2 separate regions of the Sus scrofa genome follow, and region 1 is linked to region 2. A link is a contact called in public Hi-C data. All regions are on one chromosome and are shown on one strand. Each heading gives the region's core, a stretch centred on a gene start, on an enhancer-like site or on the middle of the called end of the contact. The rest is flanking DNA. Distances are from core to core; before and after follow the strand shown.

Region 1 (6,972 bases), core at 2,269-4,768, 670 kb before region 2:
TAGAGATTCTCATACTAAGTGAAGTAAGTCAGAAAGAGAACTATAAATACCATATGATATCACTTGTATGTGGAATCTAAAACATGGCAGAAATGAACCTATCTGCAGAACAGAAACACACACAGAGACATAGAGAACAGATTTGTGGTGGCCAAGGGGGAGAAATGAGGGGAGAGGGATGGAATGGAGGGTTGACGTTGGTAGATATAAACTATTACATTTAGAATGGAAGGGCAATGGGGTCCTGCTGTATAGCACAGGGAACTGTGTACAATCTCTTGGGATAGAACAGATGGATAATATGAGAAAAAGAATATGTGTGTGTGTGTGTGTGTGTGTGTGTGTGTGTGTGTGTATATATATGAATGAATGACTGGGTCACTTTTCTGTACAGTAGAAATTGGCACATTGTAAAAATCAATTATACTTTAATAAAAATTTTTAAAACTTGGGAAAAAATGAGGTTATTCTAGTTGTTAGAAGTGATCTAAAAAGCTACAGGGTCTGCATGAGATGTCACTAAAGGATTGGTCAATAGAGACCCACCTAAGAAGATCTGAAGGGTGAATGGAAGAGACATCCAGGCTCTTTGTGACTGTACTCCTTTGAAGTCTGAGAAGACAGGGTAGGTTGCACAAAGATTAAAGCACTGGTAGGAGAGCCCAGGCTTTCCAGAAGAAAAATGGTGAGAACAGAGTGGATGGACTTGTTCCTCTCTTGGGTGGGAAGCCTCAAAAAGTTGGGACGGGCCAACGTGGATGGTCTTAGGTGTGAGCAGTAGGGCTGGATTAACATGGGGGGTAAAGTCATTTGGAAGTGACCAATAGGAGTAAGGGATCTCACTAGCATAAAACCTGGCTTCTCCTCCAAACTCTTAAAAGCAGTAAAACAGTTTAGTGAGAATCTAAACTAGGGGATACATGTAGGTGAGCTCCCTTCCAGGGCTGAAAGTATGACTTTCCCCTGCCATCCAGTGGGATGGTGAGAAGTCATATTGTAAGGACATTCCTTCCCCATTCCTACCCCTTGGCCGGAGCTCTTGGCTAAGAGGAACATGTGCCATATGTGTCTTACAGGATGTCATACAGGATGAAGAGGAGCGTCCTCTCTTTTCCCCTCCTTCTCTTCATGGCCAAGACTGGCTCCATGCTCCCTGGTTCAGTGACTCCTTCCTCAGCACACTGAAAGACTCTTTTTTCAGCCTCCCTTCCAGTTAGACCTGGATTCTGGGCAGGTGGCCAGTGCAGCCCTGGCCCCTAAAACATTCAATTCAACCTTTCACTCATTCTCCCCTCCCAACTTGTAAGACTGGAAAGAAAGGACTTCAAGATGATGGAAATGTGCTGGCAAGGCTCTGCTTCCCTGCTCAGGTAGGAGCCTCGGTCCCTCATCAGACTGTGCCACAGGTAGGTTGTGCTTGGTTAAGCCACTGTGATGTGGGATTGTTCATTCTGCAGTGCAACCTAGCCTACTTTAATGTGCCTGCCTGACCCACCCCAGTGTCCCCTACAGTCATTTTCCTCCCTTCTGCACACAACCCCCTTGGCTTCATTCATTTTCATGCAGCAAAGTATTCACAGCTCTAGAGCTGGGCAAAGAAGATCCACAAAGAAAACACTCAGGGCTTTCTCTTCCTAGAGCAGCTGTTGTACCACCATCCACAGCCTTGGCTGGCCCCTGCTCTTGCAAGGCTCCTCCTCTGGATGGTCACTCAGGTGGCTTCTCAGCTGAAATGACCCTTTCTCAGAGAGGCTAGTGGCACCTGCCCCATTTACCATCACAATACCCTCCTTTACTGCCTCAGGGCACTTCCAATCCATGGAGCTTATTTGTTTATTGTCTTTCACCTTCTAGGATGTTATCTCCATGAGAACAAGGGTTTGTATGTTGCTGTTTCTTTAGTGCCAGTAAACAGGTGTGGAGTGAATGAATGAATGGAGGATATAAAGATTCTCACTTCAGGTTACCTAGTCTCACTTCTTTACAAATGAAGAAATTGAGCCTTTTTTCCTAAAAAGAAGAAACAGGGAAGCAGCTAAGCCAACTATGCTGACTCTGGAGTGCTGAACTGGGACGTGATTTATTCAAATGAAAACTCCCGGGGAATTGTTTTGGAGGGATCCATAAAACAAATGTCATTTTCACCTGGAGAAGTCACCCAACCTTCTAACCAATTCCAAATACAGTTCTCTAATGCAGATTTGACAAATTTAAAATCTCTTACACAAAGTCATTCATCATCTAATATGAGCCTGCCCTGCGTCACTGTTTAAGTTATAGCTTTTTAATGGGGTAAAACATTTCTATAAAATCATCAAAATACCTTACACCAGAACTGCCTATAAGAAATTGATGAGTTTCAAGCATTGATTCAACCCCTGAAAACGTCAACCTTGCCATTGGCACTGTGGGCATTTCTAATAAAAGCAGCTAAGGAGGTATAATGAATATCTAATGAACCATTTTGTGTGTCTATGTGGTTTCTTGAATTGGGAATAAATCAATGAGCCTTACAAAATGCATATTTTAGTGGTATATTCATAAACAATAATCCTGTTTTTCTATCATGACTGGAGTGTCATTCTTTTTATAACACAACTGAAGATTCAATAATTTTATATATACATAACCTAGAGCTTAAAGGGGGAGGGCAACCTAGCACATGTTTGATTTTTAAAATGTTCTTGTGTGTGGAAGCTATGTGGATCACAAAGGTAAAACCAAAGCACTCACGATCTAGTAGCAAACATGGGACATATGAATAATAACCAGTAAACAATGTGGAAACCTCCATGAATGCAGGAGCAGGAAGTAGCCTAGACTGAATGCCATGGGCTAAGGAAAGCTGAGGGCATGAATCTCGCTTTGCAGACACAGTAGCTGAGCCCGTGCCAGCACTCCTGGCTGGTTCAGCCAGGGACAGTGGTCTCACTGGGCTGAAATAAGCTCCCCCAGCAATAGTGTGTCATGTTGCCCTGCAGAGCTCCCCCACAACCCTGCCAAAGGATTCAGCTGTGCTGTCCCACTGGCTTCCACAGCAGGAAATGGGTGCGTTGCTTTCCCTCCCATTGGCATGGGTTCAAACCCTGTGATCCAAAGGTGCCTCTCTATCTCAGCAACTTCCCTTCCAGAGGCCAAATATAACCAACCCTTTCCCAGCTCACAAAATTTCCAGTCAGACGGCCATGCACAGTGACAGCAGCCAAAGAGCATCTCCACAGCCCAGACCACAGCCAAAAATAACCGTCACTTGGTGAGTATGGGTTGGAACTATTTCTTCCTGTTCTTGGGACTTCGTTCAAAGGTATTTTGGTTTGGGTTTTGGATTGTTTTGTTTTGTCTTTGGTTTGGAAGTAAACATAGTAACTGAAGAAGTTGCTACATCAACATCCCATATTAGACTCATAGGTTTAAATCCAGTTGGGGTGGGTCATGAACAGAAATGTATCCATCTCTTAAAATCTCCCCAGTCACCTATATAAAAGATAGTCTAGCACATGCTTCTCCTCTCCACTCTGGCCGGCAGTACCTCCTGCACAGCCATGATCATGCTTGGACCAACCAATAGGATCCCTTTCTCCTCAGTCTAGTTGAGGTAAGAGGCTCATCTTTGTGGCTGGATGCAGTCGCTTCCATGTTTATACTCATGATGCACCAGGGCAGCAGTCAGGACTTGGGCCCCAGAGCTGTCAGTTTAGTGCCCTCCACAAGTACTAAAATGAGTTAAATTATTCATTTATTTCTGTAAAAGTACGCAGTGTTCAACAACCACCAAGCCCACTTTTGATCTGCTTCCTGACACACAACACTCTTGTCAACCAGGTTTTTTTGCAGGCTAGCAGACACATCTTGTTAAATCTTACTGAGTGGATGACACTAAATGGAATCATGCTAAAGAGATCCAGGCTGGGGAAGATGATTGTCTTCTCCACGCCCTCTTTCCAAATGCAATGAACAATATGCCATTGTGCAAAACCATAACCTTCAATTGTTGGAACATCTTTGTACTTTTGTTCTTCAAAGGCAGAATGTTTTCTGGCCTGGTACTACCTGAGAATCCTCCCTTAACTTCTACATGTGCAAGCATATCACACAGATACATCTCATTTCTTGTCATAGTGCATGCTGTGCTAGGACCAATAAATAATTTATGCATTTAATGCATTTATCAGCTCTCCTGTGTGTGTGTGTGTGTGTATGTGTGTGTGTGTGTGTACATATACATATCCTCTGTGCCAGTGTCAAAGATGTCTTTTATATTAACAGAAAGCAAGCAACCTCTTGGGTGTTTCTGTACCATGAAATTAGCTTTGCATCTTATGCATCAAATGAGTGAAAAGTGATAACAGGTCCCTGTTCTTTACACAAAACTAAGCACTCATTTATATCAGAAAAGGAGTTGTACTAAGCATTTCATGTTGAATGTTTTCTGAAATTGCTCCCTTCCCTTATTCTTTTCTAAGGAAGGCGTCTATTACTCCAGGGCCCTGTAGATTGCAGAGGGAAAATGGCTCCTAAGTCTCTACGTGTTCTATTTAGGTTGCCTTTTCTTTGCTTCCATGTCAGAATATTTATCTTGCTTATCATCAAGAACAGCTTCCTAGCACCCAGCAGTGCCAAGTGTGGCACCAGGTGTATGTGTTTGGCAGTCCTCACCTCCACTGCTGTCCACCGGCTCCAACTTGGATTTAACCATGTCATCACTCACACCCTGCAGCAGCAGCCTCTTGGGGTGCTACCAGCAAGATGACAAGTAGCAAGAATGAGCACCAGGGCAGCAGCTGCCGTGGGGCAAAGTCAGGTGTCACACCTGGCTAATGTTGCCTTTCAACTCCAGCCACCTCTCTCCATCCAGCTTCCTCATTTGGAAGGCTTTTGTGTCTCCCTGATGCCATGAAAGAATAGCCAGAATCATACAATCTTGGAGGAAGAGATCTCAAAAACATCTAGTTCAACCTGCTCATTTTAAAGATAAGGAAATGGGAGCCCTGAGGGGTTAAGTTTCTCGGCCAAGCTCATGCAGGTGGTTGTCAGCAGAGTAATGACTGGAATCAAGTAACAGATCCACTTTCTAATGATCTTTCCACAAAACCTGTGCCTCTTCAACATTTGGGGATAAATTTTAATCATGACCCACGTTATCTACAAATACATACAACTAAGACAACAGTCTCACTAAACTGTACTTATCTTTACTATAGGTGATACACTTTGGTATCTTCTATTGTAGTACATTCATTTTAAAAGAGGCTGGATACTGCTTGGCAGCATGTATACTAAAATTGCAACAATACAGAGAAGATTAGCATGGCCCCTACACAAGGATAGCATGCAAATTTTCCCCATATTTTTTTCACATTTACCAAATGTTCCTTTTCTTTCCAGGGATAATATTTATAGGTACACAGTTAAATAATTTGCATTTTTCCTAATTAGATACTTCTACTGAATGTCTAGAAGATGGGGTTGAATTAGATACAAAGAAGGGAACCTTCCAAATCACACCTGCCACATGCCTGATCAGGAATGAGCTTATTGTCTGATCTGTCCTTAACACTGAAAGGCAGAATGATCTCATAGAGAGAACACTGGGTCTAGTCTTGACTCCACCATCTTCCAAGTATGTGACTTGGGGTGAATTTTCTCTGGGTTCCACTATCTCAACTGCAAGATCAGGCTGTTGTTAATTGACAAGAGTTCTGAGAAGTGAGCAAAATAATGCAAATGAATGCAATGAAAAGCTCTATTCACAAGACTTGTCCTGGAACAGCAATAGTCTTAAATTCTCACATTTCAGAGAAATATGGTGTCTCAAGATGTTTCTGGCTTCTCATCAAAACACCTGCATAATGTATTACGAATAAATTTGGTATGATAAAGAAAAACTAAACCCTAGAACTTACTCATTTCTAAATGCTATTGCAGGTGTTTAGAGAGGAGGGGCTGACCCTAAATCTTGAAGATGTTCAGCCTCAGAAAAGCAGACGTCATTGAGGTCAAAGGTGACTCTAGGCTCTTGAAAGGAAAAGGTGATCAGTCACAAATTGAAAAACATATTCAAGAAAGATTGCTAGAGAGTACAAAAAGGAAGAACTGAATCAGTATATGGTAAAATATTCAGATGCAACAGCCATGCTGAAGGCTGGTGGGACAAGTGAGGTAGAATGTATGAAAAGAAAGAATTCCAGATGGACTCAATGCTGCCCCAGCTGCTTTTGAAGAAGGCATCTTTCTAGGAGGTGGTTAGGCTTGGTTTCAATCTATTCCAGCATTGGGCTCACTAAATCCCATAAAGATTTTAAAAACTGATACCAAAATTATTTTTGAAAATATTCAAAATGCCTGCCATGATTTTACCAAGAAGGACAGTTTGAAGGATCCTCCACAGCAAAGAACGTTAGACAGAGTCATTCAGAAGTTGACTGGGAGGCTCTGCTTAGAGAGATGGTTAGGGTAGAAAAAGGCATCACTGGCAGGACTAGGGCACTCAGGGCTGCTTCATGGCTGAGGCTGCTATGTGCAACAGAGCAGAAGTTGTCACAAAGATCCTGAAGAGAAGGAGGACCTGGCGTGGGTCAAGTGGGTGGAGGTGGTGTGGAGGTGGCATGTTCTCATTCCTGAAATAGTGCATTATCAGTATTAATGCACTATTACAGGAAGTTCCGGGCTGAGTTTCTCACCAATAACCTCAGAGAAATCACTTGAAATAAAAAAATAAAAAGACCAAAGAAAAGGTTATGGGTTTCAGTTAGGGGTTTCAGTTGACAGAGTGCATGATGGTTTATGGCTGTAACTGGGCACGCCCACAGATAACATGTTTTTGTGTCTTTGAATAAAAAGACGTCTGTAGTTTTCTTTTTAAAAAAAATTGCCAGTTATGCTTACAAAATTTATTCCACAACCTGCCAAACAGAGCATTTGAAAATAGCACCCCCACAGCGGAGAAGGTGAGCCCTGAGCACAGGCAGTATT
Region 2 (6,276 bases), core at 526-3,025:
CAATGGGAGCAACTGCAGTCTGATTCTTAACCCACTGCGCCACAGCAGGAACTCTCACTGTCTTCACATTTTTTAAAATGTTACTCAATAATTTATGGAGGAGTTCCCGTCGTGGCGCAGTGGAAAAAAATGGGACTAGGAATCATGAGGTTGCAGGTCTGACCCCTGGCCTTGCTCAGTGGGTTAAGGATCCCACATTGCTGTGAGCTGTGGTGTAGGTCAGATCTGGCGTTGCTCTGGCTGTGTCATAGGCAGACAGCTGCTGCTCTGTTTAGACCCCTAGCCTGGGAACCTCCACATACCCCAGGTGCAGCCCTAATAATAATAACAACTTATGGAAAAGAAACACCTTTCACCCTGCTTGCAATCTGTCAAGAAATACTTCACCACCAAGCTAGGTTATTTACTGCTCTATTAGAATCTACATGTTCATTAGAGAAACAAGTCTAAAATATTAAGTTACAGAAAAGGGCTAGGCAAAACAAGTTTGAGTTATAAATCCAGCAACACACTTTACCTGTGGCTCCACTAGGAATGAAGGAGAAATCCTCTGTCAGGCGTTAAAGGAAATGAACAGAACACAATTTTGAAAGGTCTTAGTGCTTCTCAATATTGTTGCTATTATTATCATCTCTAACTTTGAGGTGAAGATACTAAGACTTGGGGAGGATAAATATTTTGTCCATGATCCCTCAGCTATTAGGTATCAAAGTCGAGATTCTTACCCAAACGTTTCTAAACCCAAAGCTTGAGATCTTCTGAAATCGTGATGTTTGAACAATACAGCTTATGACGGCTGCCACGTGGTGTGATTTCAATGGACAGGAAGGTCCCTACCTCCCCAAACACCAAGACTTTGCACATTCCTACACAGAAGTACGGTTAGAACCATGTATCTTAAAGTGAGCTCAACAAGTTTCTGGAGGGCAACCTCGCAGTAAAGGTAACCTGGAGCCTTGCGGGTATCTTCTTCCATACTGTCACTGTACATGGACCTACTTCAAACAGTTTTGGCCATAAGGAAGGTGACGCATGGGGCCAATGCCAAAGTCACGGGGAAAAAAAGATTAACGCTAAGAAAGATGAGAGCGGAGGCGCTGAAAATACACCTCTTAAATTACTTCACGCCGGCCTGCTCCCAAAGCCGGCACGGAGGAGGAAAGGCACTTCCCCGCCACTTCAAGCACCTTTGGTAAAAGGCCTCAGTGGACTAGTCCCCGTCTACGTCGCCCCATGGTAAACACCCACACTGGGGCGCCCTCCACCTGCAAGACTGTAGGTGCTGGGCGAAGGGTGAGTGCGGTGCTAGCGCCAGCCGCGGCAGGCTGCGGACCCCGGCGCTGCAGCTGAGGTACCTCGGTCACACATGGGGCCGCTCACCCAGAGCGGACGCAAAGCCAGCGGCCAGAGTGGAGGGGGCGGCGAGATAACCAACTCGGGTTGTGCACTCTGGTGATTATCACAAGTGCCGCACGTCGCTTTAGTTAACTAGACGCTCCCCCTTTCCTCTCACTTCGTGACCGCGCAACCTGCGCCCCTGCCCACATCTCACCTCTCCAGTTCTTGTGCTCCGGGATATAGTAGTATTTGTTCCCGAACCGGTCTGTGCCCACTTGCTCCTTCACTTCCTTCGACAGTGCTCGCCACAAGACGCGGAACAAACCCTGAGGCCAGCCCATGTTTCCGGATCACCTTCCAGCGCCAGTAGCGGTAAGACCTGCCGGGATCCAGGCTACCAAGGGGAGAACGCCCCCGCCGCCGACCCCGCCCACCGGCTGAGAGCAATCCACCCTCTAGTAACGGCACTCACCATTGGTGGGATCGCATCATGCTTAACCAATGTGAGACTCCGCTGCTACACCCGCTGCCTCCGAGTTCTGTCATGGCGGCGTCCAGCTCTCCACCTGGGGTAAAAGGAAGGGATGCTAGGGTTTTTGTCGGCGCGACAAGCGGGTTTGGAGGACCCTCTTCGCCTACGGAGAGCGGAGTCCACACGGAGGTAAAGAAAACCTTAGTTTTTTTCTAGTACGCCAGTTAAAATCTGAACCAATGGCTATGTTAGCCTTGCTCATACTTTCCCTCCTCATTATCCTTTTACTCCCACCACGCTCGACTTTACTCCTGTGTCTTGAAAAAATAAAATATCTGTTGTATACCTGTAGTCAGGTGGGTACCATCGTGAAATCGGGTGAAGGCGCTATAAACCTAATGAGGATATTTTTGTGGTTTTTTTAATTCGCTATTTTATGATTGAGTGTTGTGCCAATTTCTGCTGTATAGAAAAGTAACTCAATTATACAGGCACACACACATTCTTTAAATTTGCGGGTTTTTTATGTTTTGGTTTGTTTTGGTTTTTGGCCCGGCCTGGGACATAGGGAAGTTCTAGGGCCAGGGATCCAACCCTAGCCACAGTTGTAACCAGAGCCACAGCAGTGACAAGGCTGAATCCTTAACCGACTGGGCCACCAGGGAACTCCCGAGGATATTTTTGTTTTACTTTATTCCTTCTCCCTCCTTCCTTCCTCACCTCCCAAGGAGTAACTCTCCTCCAAGAATTCCGTCTTTCATTCTGTCGATGTATTTAGTGAGATCCTTCTGTGTGCTAAGCAATATGTTAAAGGCAGAGCACGGGCCAGAAATGAACAAAGTTTAACGTAACTACAGCAGAGGATTCAGCAGAGAGAGGGCCACTGACAAAAGATGAAGCTGGAGAAGTAGGCAGAGGCAAGATGAGGAAGAGACTTGTGTGCTTGGTTGAGAGGTATGAAGATGAGAATAAAGTGACAAGTATTGCATTTTGTCATCTGCTTGGAGAATGAATTGAAGTTCAGAGCAAGACTGGGAGCTAAGTTAGGTAACTTGCAAGGAGAGAGTTGAGCCAGGGACTTGGCAGTTGGAACAAAGAGGATGAAGATACTTGAAAAATAAGAAATGCAGTCACCATGGAAATTAATTGGATATAGGAAAATGATGAAAAGGGAGGAATCAGCAATGATTCCCAGCTATGTGCCTTGTGTGGCAGGGTGAATCATGGTGTTATCTTTTCCCAAAGAGGGAGCAAGTTTTACTTTAATTTTGCTCATACTGATTTTTCCCATATTGCTGTCAAGGAACTTGTGAAGATTTCACTTGGAGAGTGGAGTAGACAGTTGCATATATACGTTTGATGCTCAGGAGAAATTTAGGTATCTTTAATGCAAGATGATATGTGAAGCAAGGGGGACATAAGATTTCCTAGCCACTATTTGTGGAGTAAAGAGAGAGAAGCTATTCAATGATAAAAAAAACCTGAAAAATATTAACACTTAAAGTTAAGCAGAAAATGAGATTGCAGAGGAACTGAAAAGGAGTAACCGGAGGGATAGAAGGAAAATCAGGGTAATGAGGTATCATGGCTGCTAAGGGAAGACTGTCTAAAGAGGAAGTTATCAAATGTGTCAGTCGCTGCTCCCAAATCCCTTCTTTGCTCTCAATGGTTCTCCATCCCATTACTCTGCTTTATTTTCTTCATTCAGTTTATTGCCACCGAAATTGTATATGTGTTTATTTTCTTGGTAGTATATTGTCTCCTTAATCCTGGTATTCCAATTGCCTGGAAGAGGGTTTGGCATTATGATCTTAATAATAATCTTAATAATTAATGGGGAAAATTACAGTTGTTCTGTGACTTTAAAATTTTTTCGTCAAAACACTAGAATACTCTGTTATGTATGGATAGGGAAATGAAAAAAATAGTAAAACTAACACTTAATACACTTTAAGTAAAATACTATGTTTCAGCCCTAAAAAAAGGCCAAAAAAAAAGTAATTTGAATAGTGCTTGTCTTTCTAATCATTGCACAACTTACAGTATAAGCTGAGCATCTTTTCTATACATTAGCTAATTATTACATTCCTTTCTAAGTTTGTATCAGATTCCAACATTTTTTCCTTTACATCCTCAATGTCATGAAATATCTCAGAGCTTTTTTAATGTGAAGATTTTTGCCAGTGTCTCTTCCTCTAGGACATCTTCAGCCTTTTCATCACAAACACTTTTCCTCATTTATATTGATAAGTTTGCCTTCCTTGGTCTGCTCATCTAGAGTTCCTAAAATGGCAGCAGAGTCAACAGTCCCATAGTCACCTATATCTTCCATAATTCCATTTACATTCAATTTGAGTTTCACTTCCAGCATTATCACTTTGTGTTGCTTTCGTACACTTTAGTTTTATTTCCCGGTTCCTTCATTCAGTTATGTGTTTTGAGAAATTCCTTGTGGGTTTATCTCAGGGACATGATGGTAACAAAGCTAAATGCTGTGTATGAACTGAATAACAAATGTACAGTGATCATCCAAGACTTTGAAGGAAATCATTCCAAGTGGTCACCAATTATAATGTGCATGTTATTTTCATAATCTTTTGTGAACTGAAAAGCAATTACCAAACCTTGTTCTTTATGCTATTACTCACAGTAAATATACCACAATAACTGAGATTTAAATCATGTCATGGTCTGGTATTAACTCAATCATGCTAGCTGAAATTCACATATATCAGACGATGCGAAATAAGAACTACTTGTATATTTAAGTTAAAGTGTTTAAGGTAGTTTGTTTTTTTTTCTTTGATTCCCCTCATTAGTTGTGTGGGGTTCTTTTGGGGTTTTTTTTGCTTTTTGGGGTCTCACCCGCGACGTATGGAAGTTCCCAGGCTAGGGGTCAAATTGGAGCTACTGCTGCTGGCCTATGCCATAGCCACAGCAACTTGGTATCGGAGCTGCTTCTGCACCCTACACCACAGCTCACGGCAAGGGTGGATCCTTAACCCACTAAGCGAGGCCAGGAATCTACTCCCACCTCCTCATGGATCCTAGTGGGTTTCGTTAACTGCTGATCCACGAAGGGAACTCCCGAGTCGTGCTTTAGTTTAAATAAACAACTATACAGTCCTGTTTTAGTCAAGAATATATCTACTGTAATTTGCCCTAGCTTCTTGTCATTGGCTATGGTCAAAGGTATGAACACTAAAATGCAGGGTTTACAATTCAAAGTCTCCTTTTTTATTTTACAACTTTTTTGAGGTACAATAACATACAGTAAATTGCACATTAAGTTAGAGTATATAATTAATGAGTTTTGACATAAATAAACACTTCCGATGTCATCATCATAATCAAGATAACAAACATCCACAAGCCCCCAAATTTCATTGTGTCTCTGAAATCCCTCTCTCCCTTCTTTCCCTGTTGCACACTCTTTCTACTCCAGCAAACCACTGATCTGCTTTCTGTCACTATTGATTAGTTTGTATGTTTCAGAATTTCATATAAATGAAATTTTGTGTAGATTCTTTGACTCAGAATAATAGAAATTTGTCCATCCTGTTGCATGTATTCATTCTTTTTTGTATTGATGAGGAATATTGCATTGTGTGGATATACCAGGACTTACTTATCCATTCATTTCTTAATGGGCATTTGAGTTGTTTCTAGTTTTTGGCTATTATGTATAAAGTTGCTCTAAACATTCATGCACAAGTCTTTTTATGGACATAGGCTTTTATTTCTCTTGGGTGAATACCTGGCACTTTTTAAGAAGCCGACGGTTTTCTAAAAGCTTACATATCTATCAGCAGTGGATGAAAGTGCTGATTGTTTCACATTTTTTATTTCCCCTTTCCTGCTTTCTTTTGGATTATTTGAAAATTATTTAGTATTCCATTTTAATTTATCTATTATGATTTTAACTGTATATCTTTGTATAATATTTTTTGTGGTTGCTATAGGAATTATAAAACACTGACTTCTCATTTTCTGCTTAGAATCAATATTTTACTCTTTCATTTGGCATATTGAAACTTTATCACCCTTTACCCTCCACCATATATGTTGCCATTTTATATATAAACTTCATTGGACAATGTTGCAGTTTCATCAAACATATTTTAAGGAACAGCATTGTCTATTTTATTTACCTAGGTATTTAATATTTCTTTTGTTCTCTCTTCATTCCTGATATCCCAACTTTCCTTATATCACTTAACTTCTGTCTGAAGAACTTTATTTAGCAATTCTTTTAGAGCAAGTGTCATGGATCTCTGGTTTCTGAAAAGGAATCTTCAGTCATTTGAATCGTTGTTTCTCTATAAGTAATTTGCCGTTTTCACTAGTTGCTTTGAATTTTTCTTGGTTTTTTCAGTTTTCAGCAGTTTGATTATAATATGTATTTGCAAAATATATATATAATATATATTTACATATAGATTTCTTAGAATTTATCATAGAATCTT

What was found. A called contact is a pair of places that touch in the nucleus more often than the background predicts.
Region 1: a contact with region 2 is called in a Hi-C map of skeletal muscle, with 4 times the contacts expected there. The contact joins the enhancer-like site here to the promoter of NDUFAF2 in region 2. A contact is called at or near these places in 17 of 47 Hi-C or Micro-C datasets (alveolar macrophages, blood, brain and 12 more) and 2 of 2 datasets of contacts at active chromatin or transcription factors (alveolar macrophages and skeletal muscle).

What each region holds. Positions count from the first base shown.
Region 1 is chr16:40,440,712-40,447,683 of Sscrofa11.1, reverse strand. The region is part of intron 1 of LOC102167681 (a long non-coding RNA gene); the gene reads right to left. Among named protein-coding and RNA genes, the nearest start is that of ZSWIM6, 340 kb to the right of the region's middle. Within about 2 kb of position 3,518, at least 4 of the 83 cell types and tissues checked have an H3K27ac peak or open chromatin away from gene starts, as enhancers often do. A contact at or near this core is called in skeletal muscle, where this site is marked.
Region 2 is chr16:39,765,897-39,772,172 of Sscrofa11.1, reverse strand. NDUFAF2 (mimitin, mitochondrial) reads right to left here and starts at 1,775. Exons shown (of 4, transcript XM_021077006.1): 1 at 1,553-1,775. The coding sequence starts at 1,679. It overlaps ERCC8 (DNA excision repair protein ERCC-8), which reads left to right and starts at 1,843. Exons shown (of 12, transcript XM_003133989.6): 1 at 1,843-1,999. The coding sequence starts at 1,923.